Regions from separate parts of the Hordeum vulgare genome. Here regions 1 and 2 are each linked to region 3. A link is a contact called in public Hi-C data. All regions are on one chromosome and are shown on one strand. The core of a region is the stretch at or near the end of the contact, and the rest is flanking DNA. Distances in the headings are between cores, read along the strand shown.

What was found. A called contact is a pair of places that touch in the nucleus more often than the background predicts.
Region 1: a contact with region 3 is called in a Hi-C map of leaf, with 4 times the contacts expected there. The contact joins the promoter of LOC123410758 here to the promoter of LOC123409909 in region 3. A contact is called at or near these places in 2 of 6 Hi-C or Micro-C datasets (leaf and seedling).
Region 2: a contact with region 3 is called in a Hi-C map of leaf, with 3 times the contacts expected there. The contact joins the promoter of LOC123410926 here to the promoter of LOC123409909 in region 3. A contact is called at or near these places in 2 of 6 Hi-C or Micro-C datasets (leaf and seedling).

The regions. Positions count from the first base shown.
Region 1 is chr7H:76,028,101-76,031,798 of MorexV3_pseudomolecules_assembly, forward strand. LOC123410758 (aminoacylase-1-like) reads left to right here and starts at 1,391. Exons shown (of 4, transcript XM_045103698.1): 1 at 1,391-2,332. The coding sequence starts at 1,472.
Region 2 is chr7H:74,928,051-74,932,227 of MorexV3_pseudomolecules_assembly, forward strand. LOC123410926 (putative transcription elongation factor SPT5 homolog 1) reads right to left here and starts at 1,436. Exons shown (of 22, transcript XM_045103850.1): 1 at 990-1,436. The coding sequence starts at 1,350.
Region 3 is chr7H:75,467,752-75,471,873 of MorexV3_pseudomolecules_assembly, forward strand. It overlaps LOC123409909, which reads right to left and starts at 1,972. Exons shown (of 19, transcript XM_045102783.1): 1 at 724-1,972. The coding sequence starts at 1,720.

The DNA.
Region 1 (3,698 bases), core at 141-2,640, 560 kb after region 3:
TTAGTGAATTTTTACTTTAAAGTATGTCTACATCTGTATATAGCTTCCTAGTAAAAACCTTTAAAAATACTTATACTCCCTTCGCCTGAAAATACTTATCGGAGAGATGGGTGTATCTAGACATATTTTAGTTCTAAATGCATCCATTTCAATTCATTTTTACGACAAATAATTTTGGATGAAGGGAGTATTTAGTAACGGAGGAAGTATGTCATCTATTGATTTGAATCTAGGATTGTAAGAGCTTGTTTGAGACTATTCTGCTTTTTAAAATTCAGCTTCGTTCTAGAAAAGACAAGCCAAATGAGATAGCTCCACAATATGCTGTTTCATAAAAAAATAGAATCTGAAGTACAACTTCAAAGTTTTCATGAAGCTTTTTAGAGGGTGCTCCAAAAAAAATATAGAAGCTGAAGTTGAGGAGAAATTACCTATCACTGTTATCAGTAAGTGGATACCCCTTCATTTTTTCCCCTCAACCAATTAAATAGATTCTTTTCATCAAATTTTCCGTTTTTAAAGTTGGACTTAGATGAAAGCCAGACATTATCTTGATAGTGCTATAGCTTTTGTATAAAACTGCTCCAAAGTAAACTTAATGAAGTAAAACTGATTTTGATGAAATGAAGCAGTGCCAAACATACCCTAAGACCCTGTTTGGTTTCAAATAAGTCACCAATTTATAAGTTGAAAAGTGCAAAAAGTGACTTATTTTGCCAAACAAACCCAACTTATAAGTCACCCCAACTTATAAGTCATAAGTTGCTTCACCCCAACTTAGAACTTATAAGTCACCCACTTTTACATGAAAAAATGACTTATAAGTCAGATGACAACCAAACAGACGTGACTTATAAGTCACTGGTTTTAAATCACCTGACTTAGGCCCTGTTTGCAACCACCCAGATTATATAATCCAGTTTTTATAATCTATTATGTCTCCAAACAGGACAGCTTATGGTGTAGATTATAAAAACTAGATGGATAGATTATTAAAAACTCATAATCTACTCTATACCAGCTATAATCTGATTATGGATTGCTAATGACCCATTACCCTTATAAAGTTGGAGATAATTACATTTCTACCACCGCCATCCTTCTCTTTTTTCAAAAAAAAAAAAAACAGAGGACAAACAGGTCATTATGCAATGTAAAACATTTATTACAGTTTATATAATCTGGCCTCCAAACATGTCCACTTAGATTATTTTTATAAACCAGATTATATAATCTATCTTCATAATCCAGATTATCATAATCTATTATGATTCCAAACAAAGCCTTATAAGTCAGACTTATTGAAACCAAACAGGCTAAGCTTGAGTAGAACAGGCACACGGACAATGGGGGCTGGGGCTTCCCTGAAAAATCGTTGGCTTCGCCGGATAGACGAATCACATTCGGTCAAACAAGGCAGTCCAAACAAACACTCCGCAGCGTCAGGCCGCACCGCAACCAACCGCGCACCATGCGTCGTCTCAGCCACTTCCCCCTCCTCCTCGCCGCCGTCCTCCTCGCGGCGGCCCCGCACCCGGCCCACCCCCTGACCGAGCTCGAGGCCTCCCAAATCAGGCGCTTCCAGGACTACCTCCGCATCTGCACCGCCCACCCCGCTCCGGACTACGCCGGCGCCGCCGCGTTCCTCCTCCCCTACGCGGCGTCGCTCGGCCTCCACACCGCCACGCTCCACTTCAGCCCCTGCAAGTCAAAGCCGCTCCTCCTCCTCACCTGGCCGGGCACGGACCCTTCCCTCCCTTCCATCCTCCTCAACTCCCACGTCGACTCCGTCCCCGCGGAGCCCGAGCACTGGATCCACCCGCCCTACGCCGCGCACCGCGACCCCGCCACCGGCCGCGTCTACGCCCGCGGCGCGCAGGACGACAAGTGCCTCCCGGTCCAGTACCTCGAGGCCATCCGCGGCCTGCAGGCCGCCGGCTTCGCGCCCGCCCGCACCGTCCACGTCTCGCTCGTCCCCGACGAGGAGATCGGCGGCGAGGACGGCCACGAGAAGTTCGTCCAGTCGGAGGAGTTCCGCGCCCTCAATGTCGGGTTCATGCTCGACGAGGGGCAGGCGTCGCCGACGGACGTGTACAGGGTTTTCTACGCGGACAGGCTGGTGTGGAAGCTGATCGTGAAGGCCACGGGGCCTCCCGGCCATGGGTCGAAGATGTTCGATGGGGCCGCCGTGGGGAACCTGATGGATTGCATTGAGACCGTGGCTGGATACAGGGATGCACAGTTCGACAAGGTCAAGTCGGGCAAGTGCGGTCCCGGAGAGGTGGTGTCCGTGAATCCTGTGTATATGAATGCCGGCACGCCGAGCCCCACGGTAAGGAAACTGCTGCTTCGTACTGTATCTATTTAGTTCAGTGCACGGTGATAGTACGATAGTACTAGTGAGCAATGATTATAATTTGAGACGGCCAGACAACATCATTTAGAGCATCTATTATTAGCACAACTGAGAGCAGCTCTGTCAGCCAGGAAACTGACCAACTTCATAGGCTACAGAGGTTACTGCTATTGTTGGGCTATAGGATTATCACTTTATCAGCCTAAAATATTCTACAAAACATACATCGATTTTGGACACGTCCATGGGTTACTGCTATTCTTGATGTACAGCGGTAATACTATCAGCTTCAGTGCTACAGAGGTGTATAGTTACATCATGCGCAAATGAACAATTGAAAGCATGCAAGCATATGAGATTGTTGGGCTATAGGATTATCATTTTATCAGTACTTCTATCCACTTGTAGTAAATTCACATGTAAGCGTTGATGCATATCCTCTATACGAAGTAGTAAACCTAATTAGTTTGTTCAAGTGATCTAGTGCAAAATGAAGACTTGAAGCAATGCCATCATGCACTTCGTCAGTAAGTCAATACTCTGGGAGAATTGCTAACCAGATCTTTTTTTAGAAAAGAAGTGTTTGGATGCTAACTGCAAAACCCACACATATATGATGAGTATAACTAACAGGGAAAGGCTAGACTGCATTGGTTCAAGGGAACTGGAATATGTGGAAGGGAGGAGGGGTAGAAGAACATATATTGAGAAGATTAGCAGAGAATTGATTAATTGTTCTTTACTAATAGATGCATGTTGATAGGGACTGTGTAACTCCATCTAGTCCCTAGGTTACAATCTGGACTACAACAGAACTTTTACTTTACATGGAATATATCAAGGAAATAAACTCAACTAACAATGGTGCTCATTATTCTTATGTCTAGTTTCCAACTAATAGTAGCAGAACAAAGGACAGTTCAGCATGAACAGTATTTTGCTGTTACACATGCAAAACAGTACCACAACACATCATATCCTCCTGCTCTACGCCTATTCCATCCTTTTGTTTTATTAATTGAACTTTTCTATGAACTGAGATCATACCATTTTCCATTACTTCCGACATAGAAATAAGTAGTTCAGAACAACCAAACACGTAAAAGAGTAATAGAGTTCGGAGCACTAACAAGAAGCCCACTGATCAAATCAGGTCTCGGGCCCAAACTGTTGGACAAAAAACATGTTAGCAGCCAGTGCCATCTCAGATTTATTAACTAAACTTATGTTGCGCTCTCTCTCATACTACTAGCATTTTTGTTAAGGCCAATGTTCAGGAAGTTAACTGGTAACTGTTCAGTCAACTGTCTATTAGGGGATTAGTAGGTGAATCGGCCAATTA
Region 2 (4,177 bases), core at 186-2,685, 540 kb before region 3:
TAATTGACTGATTTTCACCATGGTAGCAAAAGATATGTCAAGCTTAATGTGTATATTTTTATCTGCACCGGATCAAGTTGTATTCAAAGGTATTTTGTCTAGCATCCGGAAGACTGCACGAATTTAGTTAACTACCCAAGACTAGAAGAGGAAGTAGTGTGGTTCATTTACGTCATATGCATGGTCTGCTCGACAACTTAGTACGTAGTTGTTAATACCACATAATCTTCAATTAGCTCTGTTCCATGTAGGATTGATAGCATAGATTTATTCAGAAACAGTGTGTCTATGGCTCTATAGGGAGCACAATTTAGGCATAATTTTAATGAACAAACAGGAAACAGAGATCTATAAACAAAATCTGCTTTCGAACAAGAAAGTTCCCATGCCTGAAAGAACTCTCGACTTGACTCGAGTCCAAGCTCAGGATCAAACATACCATAGAGTATAGCATCAATAAGGGGGTTAATGTCGTCCTATTAGGATTCAAATTATTATCGTAAAAGAGAAGACATCCAAAACCGACACCTCCCAATGAAGATCAGCACTTCAACAGACCAGAACAGAAGCAACCAAATCAGTTTTAGCTTGAACAAGCATGTACTACGAAGTAATGACCGGGATATATGAGTTCTGCTAAATCACCATAATTCTCAGTTTGCAACCATTGAACATTAAGGCCATGACAACTAAACGATAACAAGCTCCGATTTAAGACAACAAAAAAAACATAGAATGGCATCAAAACCGCTGACACCTAGCTCTTAGGCAAAATTCAATAACTACTAGTATGTCCTAATATTTCCACCATCATCAGTTACCGAGAATCGCGCATCCAGAGGACGAAATAGAATAAAAAACACTTACACCTCAAGCCTAGTTCTGCAAATCAAGCCAAGCGGTTTCAGATCTCACCAAAGGCCGGCAGAAATACACAAGGATGGCATGGAGACCGCAATCGGATAGCGCAAACGAAAAGAAAAACTCACCATCCTCGCCTTCGCCTTCGTCCTCCTCCTCCTCGTCCTCGTCGACCTGCGCCTCCTCGTCGAAGAACCCGCGCACGCCGCCGCCGCCCTTCTTCCTCGGGCGGCTCCCGCCGTCGTCCTCCTCGTCCTCGTCGTCGTCCTCGATGGCCGAGTCGTCGATGAAGTTGTCCTGGCGCGATCTCTTCCGCACCCCGCCGCCGCCGGCGGGGGCGCGGGAGCGGGAGGCCCCCTTGCCCCGGCCCCGCGCCTCCTCCTCGTAGTCGTCCCCCTCGTCCTCCTCCTCGTCGTCGAGGTCGTAGGCCTCCTCCTCGTCCTCCTCCTCCTCCTCCTCGTCGTCGTCGTCGCGGCCTCGGCGAGCCATGGGTGGATTTGGCGGCTAGGTTTTCGGGCGCTCGCGGGGGGCGTCGAGGGGAAAGGGGAAACTCGTCTCCTCAGACGAGTCGTGCCCGTGCGCCTAGGCGGTTGCGAGGTGTAGCCTGGGCTGGCTGCGGGCTGCGGGCTGCGTCGGGTCGCTCTGTGGACCGTTGGATCAGCTGTACGATTCGGGGACTCGGTCGGATCTCGGATGGCTGGCTTCACTGTGGCCCACTGGTTGGACCGTAACTGGGTACCGTCTCCGTGTGTATATATCCCTTTCCGTTCTGTGACGGACAAATCCGAGTATGACGACGTCACCTGCTTTTTTTCACTGAAAAAAATACAGCGTCACCTGCTGGATACAGTCAGGTCAAAGGTGTTGCGCCCTTGCCGATCTGCTCTCTCGTGCTAGAATAACGAATGTGCGGCAGGGAACGCTGCTTTGAGCATCAGATTTCTCCGGCTATTTTCAGATGGCGGCTGATCCTGATGCTACTTTTGATCAGTCCTATGGGCTATGGCCTGCAATTGTTGGGGTGCTCAATTTAAGGCAGCTTTTTGGAGCGTCGAAGTAGGATCTTGAGAGTTTAGTGGACATATTAGATTGTGTCTTTCCTAAACGACCCACTACGCTGGCTCGAAACGTTTTAGGATTTCAAGTGACTTCGGCGGCGCGCAGGTGATCTTCATCTCTGCGACGTAAAGAAGCTCCCTGCTACAGTGATCTCTTCACAACACCCGTGAATCCTTTCCACGTCCTACTTGCTCCTCTCTGGGTGACTAAGATGGGCATTTGCGTACATGTCCGTCCTTGAAGCACGTGGGGCAACTGGGTTCTAGGGGTTCCAAGAGATCGACGGTCATGTCTTATTTGGGATCAAGGACGGGTAAGAAGGAGTTTGTGGAGAAGCAGCTGGAGGGGATGAGGTTGTCTTGGATGGAGAACGCGACGCTGGTGATCGACGACGATGAGTATTGCAAGAGAGGGATGAAGTGCCATCTTGGGCGCTTCTGGGGGAAATTCTGCATCGGCGGGTGCTTCATGTCAATACCATAATGGATGCCCTTCGCCCAACGTGGGGTAATCCAAAGGGTTTTTGCTTTAACTCTGTTGGAGAAAAGTTGTTTGTGGCCATCACTAAAGGGCAACGTGATCCCGATATAATTTTTTAAGAAGATCCCTCGATGGTGGGAAAGCATGTTGTTGTGCTAAAGGTTTTGGCTTGTTGTTTGAAGCCATGTGACTAGAAGTTTGAGAAGATGCAAATTTGGGCTCATGTAATCAATCTTCCTTCCAATCTTCGGTATCCGCCTTGGTGCCTGATGGGTGATGTCATTAAGGTGGGCGTGGATGTGGAAGGGTTTGCTTATGGAGAATTGCTAGGGTGAGGATATGGATAATTGTCAAATAACCAATCATGGAGTGGGTGCAGCTGGAGTCGGCTCATAACAAGGGGGGAATCTTTTATGATATACAATATGAGAAATTTTCGTACTTATGCTTTTTATGCGGTATTCTTGGTTATGCCGAGATGTTTTGTCCCGATCCGACAAATAGAGACGTTCAAGTCGGTTGTCATTTAGGAAAACCTTGAGGTGGTATTGTGGTAGGAAGAGTTGGGGGAGTGCACCTAGAGGTGCGAGGTGACGGCCTTTGGCAAAAATTGTTGGAAATATGCCCTAGAGGCAATAATAAAATGGTTATTATCATATTTCCTTGTTCATGATAATCGTCTAATGTTCATGCTATAATTGTATTAACAGGAAACAATAATACATGTGTGGATAAATATATCACAATGTGTCCCTAGCAAGCCTCTAGTTGGCTAGCTCGTTGATCAATAGATGATCATGGTTTCCTGATCATGGACATTGGATGTCATTGATAACGGGATCACATCATTAGGAGAATGATGTGATGGACAAGACCCAATCCTAAGCATAGCACTAGATCGTGTTGTTCGTATGCTAAAGCTTTTCTAATGTCAAGTATCTTTTCCTTCGACCGTGAGATTGTGCAACTCCCGGATACCGTAGGAGTGCTTTGGGTGTATCAAACGTCACAACGTAACTGGGTGACTATAATGGTGCACTACGGGTATCTCCGAAAGCATCTGTTGGTTGGTACAAATCGAGATCGGGATTTGTCACTCCGTGTGACGGAGAGGTATCTCTGGGCCCACTCGGTATAACATCATCATAATGAGCTGAATGTGACTAAGGAGTTAGTCATGGGATGATGTGCTACGAAACGAGTAAAGAGACTTGCCGGCAATAAGATTGAACAAAGTATGGGGATACCGACGATCGAATCTCGGGCAAGTTCTATACCGGTAGACAAAGGGAATTGTATACGGGATTGATTGAATCCTTGACATCGTGGTTCATCCGATGAGATCATCGTGGAAAATGCAGGAGCCACCATGGGTATCCAGACCCTACTGATAGTTATTGGCCGAAGAGCTGTCTCGGTCATGTCTGCATGCCTCCCGAACCCGTAGGGTCTACACACTTAAGGTTCGATGACGCTAGGGTTATAGGGAATTTTTATACGAGGTTACCGAAGGTTGTTCGGAGTCCCGGATGAGATCCCGGACGTCACGAGGAGCTCCGTAATAGTACGGAGGTAAAGAATTATATATAGGAAGTGAGGATTTGGTCACCGGAATTGTTTCGGGCGACACTGGTAATGTACCGGGACTCCTGAAAGGGTTTCGGGGGTCCACCGGGAGGGGCCACCGGCCCCAAAGGCTAGCATGGGCCAAAAGGTGGAAGGGAACCATCCCAGAGTGGGCTGTTGCGCCTCCCACCTAGGCCCAAGGCGCCGCAAG
Region 3 (4,122 bases), core at 722-3,221:
GAACGGAAGACGATTTAATCTCATCACACATCATGTTTCTTGTCCTACACGATATATATGTTCTTATATTAAAATATGTAGGATTGTGTTACATTCCATCGTCAACAATGGTATAGATCCAGATTGCAATGCCCCGAAAAGCAGTAAAAGTTTGATCATCAAATACCGCAGTTCAAACAGCTAAATTCTTAGTTGGAACACCATCCTCAAGATGCACAGCCTGCCTATGACTAACATCGGCAAGTACTATGCAACCTTGTAAAGCCCTCTGCTAGCAGATTAGAGTGATTAATAGTTCAACATGAAACAGCTTTTTTGCAGGAATTATAAATTTGCTTCTGCTGTTAAGTCTCTGAACCAGTTCTACTTCTGTCTCCTATGAAGTAATCACAACATACCAGCAAATCAAACAATACTCTGGTCTAATTCTGATTCTGCTTGATCCCTGTGAATTTGGCAGTTATTAACTACAATGAATCATTTCAGACAACATGTGGTAAGTTTATGTGAGACCTTACCACAAGAAAAGGAAGGGACAAGGGGGAACGTGTACCATTTCAGTGAGACAAAGCAGCATAAGAAGAAAGAAAACTAGGTGAAATATTTAGGAGTAGAATTTCACTATAGAGCAATGCCATGAGGTGCAATGTATCCCATAAATTAGAGGCTTTCTGGTATACACAAGGATCACACTTCTACATGTGACAGAGTGGAAATACATACCATGGCTACATCGAACACATGCACCACGCATAATCTTGCAAATAGTGCAGACCATTTTTGTCCGCTTCTCTGGGATGTCACCGATATTTGTGATCGGTTCCATTGAGTCCGTGTCCTCTACAAAAACCTCCGGTGCCCATAGACTACAGAACAAGTGTGCAAAATTCAGGTTGCCCCCATTTGCAATTCCACCAGGCTCACATTTTACAGGTTTCAAAGCACCTTTCTCCGTTGAGCAAAGCACACAAGGCATAAACGCAATCCTGCCTGCATCACTCTGTGTCAACCTCCGTTCACACAAGGCACACATCCAATAGCCATCTGGCTCGACCTGCACACCGTAACACTTCTGGTGCACCGACACCTTGCAGCTATTGCACTGGAGCATCCTATTGGATGCAGCATCACTCTCTCCCAAACAACATACATCACATCTTGAACCAGAGTCACTTTCCAAGGGTGGCAGGACCACAAGCTGCTCAAGCCCAGCATCTGCACCCAGCAGCTTCCTCTTCTTGTTTGGGCGCACCGAAGTGAGCACAGCCCGTCCTCTTGCTCCGAGGAGCCAATTCAATGAGGAGTCCGGATTGTCGTTGCGGCCTGGTAAAACAACACCATCTCTCTTGCCTGGATCTAGTTCAATTACCAAGGGCTGCTCGTCTTGGTGCAAAATCACCTCCTGCATATCCCGTACACAGTGCTCTTCACTAGTCCCATTGCTATTGACTAGCTCCGTACTGTTCCAAATAAAATCTGAGCTCTGATGTGGATCATGTTTGCTATGCACCATGCCGTTCTCCAACTCCATCGAGTTTGAATTCGAGTTTTCGGCGACCACGGCCGCATCAGACGGATCAACATGTCTCCCCAACACTTCCTTGCCACTGCCCACAAACGGCACGAGGAGGCATGGATCGAGCCAGCTGGAGCTGGAGAGAGGCTTGGGCTCTGCCATCTCCAAATCCTGCAACGTCATATCCCGGAAGTAAGGCTCCATCCTGTCCCAGAAAGCATTGGATCTCGCTTTGGGCTGCTCCACAGCAGCTGCAGGATCCGGCGGCTGGGCCTTCTTGTGCTTCCTCCGCGCGTCGCCGACCACCGCCCATCTGACGACCCGCGCGGGCAGCAGAGGGTTCCGGGCCGCCGCCTCCTCGCCGTCGAACGGCGAGCGCAGCGACAGCGCCTTTCTCGCCTGCTCGGACGTGGACACGCCGCCAGCCTCCGGCGAGGCTCCGGCGGCCGCGTCGGCGTCGTCGCCGGCGAGCGGCGCATCGTCGCCGGCGTCCGGGGAGGACGGGGCCGCGTCGGCGTCGGCGGCGGGCCGCGCTCTCCGGCGAGGCGCCACGGCGGTCGTGGGGGCGGAAAACCTCTGGGGGCTAGGGTTTCTCTCGGGTCACGATTTTTGGGGGAGTTCAGATCCGCCAGCGGGAGAGGGAGAAAGACGGAAGAGAGAGAGAGAGACGGTTGCTTTTGCTTCTGCGTAAAAAAAAAATCGCGGCGCCCGTTTGTCTGCCCCGTCGTAGTGGGCTGGGCCTCGGAGCGTCGTGCTCGTGCCTCGTGAAAGGTGCCCGTCGCCGTAAACGCCACGTACACCCGACCCGCGCGCCTGCGCGCAGCCTGGCTGCGGGGGAGGTCCCGCGCTGTCGGTGAGACAGGTCGCGTGGCCGGACCAATTTCGCGTCGAGGGCGTCGTGGTCTCCTCAAGGGATTCGGTTCTGGTTGCATGGCTGACGTGTGGTCCCGGGTGTCGCTACGTGGCCGCGGATCCTGGGTTCGGTTTACCGGGTTGGCGGGTAGGTGACGGGACGCGTGGTGGCCGGTGACTCGAGGCGGGCCCACTTGGTGGGGCTGGGCGGGCGACTGCGCACACACGTACGCCTGCACGGCCACAGATTTGGAAACGGTTGGGGCCTCCCTTTCACGTGATGCCGGTCAATGGCAGGTTGGGCCCGGTTCTCCTCCTTTATGGGAGCCGTTGGACTGCGCGGTTCTGCTAGGATACGCACGAAGTACCAACAATGAGGCTGGCCCATTACGCTGCATGGCCAACCCACCAAGTGGGCCTCGGCCACCAGTGCGAAATGACGAACACACCTGCCGGGTTCGGGCTCGTAAAGACTTCGTCAAAACAATTTCAAATGTAGAGAGTTTATTTATATTTAATTACGAATTATTCTCTAGGTTATTTATTGGACGTTGATATCTGCCACACATGTCGTAGGAAGTGAGGCGGACCCGACGTTTCTATAGCCAAAGATTACCACATCACTCCATGCACGTATGTCAGAATCTTTTAGGATTTCTAATTTTTTTAATATTTTATTTTTAAGTGGAAAATCCGATTGAACATTCGTTTTCATAACTAAATCCCTCACGATTCTTCAATACTAAATCTTATATCGATGTGTTTCAACGATTTATTTTTTGGTCAAAATTTGCCATGTCTATCTCACATAAATTGTCATGATATTTACGCTCAAATTGTCTTAATATATCTTAACTAATTTTGACACATTATGTGACGGGGATATTACCCTGGGTATATCAAGAGCGAGATTATCCATCTTCAAGACGTTTGGAGGCTGCCTCGCCCCTCCCCCCCCCCCACGCCGGCTAGCGATAGCCGGCCCCCTTGGCTAACGTGTGCCTGGCCGGCTGGCGACAGTCGGCCCACGCGCACCCGGTCGGCTCGCGATAGCCGGCCCACTTATCCAACGCATGCCCAGCCCCGTCCCATCCGGCCATACCATCGTATGAAGACAAGACAAGACAGATGATGCACAGACCATCACGGTAGCAGTACGCACTGACACGCGTCGTGGCCGTGCGTGATGATGAATGGGTTAGCGAGGCTACACGATCTGTGTCACCCCCCACGCTGACCAAGCGAGGCGGCCATGTAGCCACGTTCCCCCTTTTCCCGCGCCCTGACGATTCGGCTCGTCAGCCGCTACTGCACACGGCCGGCGGGACCCGTGACAAGACTCGACAATCGATGGGCCCCATATCCAGCCGGAGAGGCTGGCAGTCGCCTCCCACCTCATGTCCTACCCATGCTACTGTACCCCTTGGCTACACTATAAAACCTCACTCCTGCCCACCGAGAGAGGCAGGTCGCACCACGTTTACACGGAGATAGACCCACCCACGGCACACGTAGAACACCATCGAGGCAGTGAGACCGGCAGCCACAGCTCTGTCTCCCTCCTCCCAAACAGCTCTAGGAGCACCATTTGTAGTGTGATTCTCATATAGTCACACGGACAGGACTAGGGGTTTTACCTTATCGGAGGGCCCTAAACCTGAGTATATATGCGTCACGTGTGTTACGCCAGCACCCGTTCCCAGACGTCGTCGGTGCCCATCGGTCCCAAACCACGAGTTAAGCCACCCCTTGGC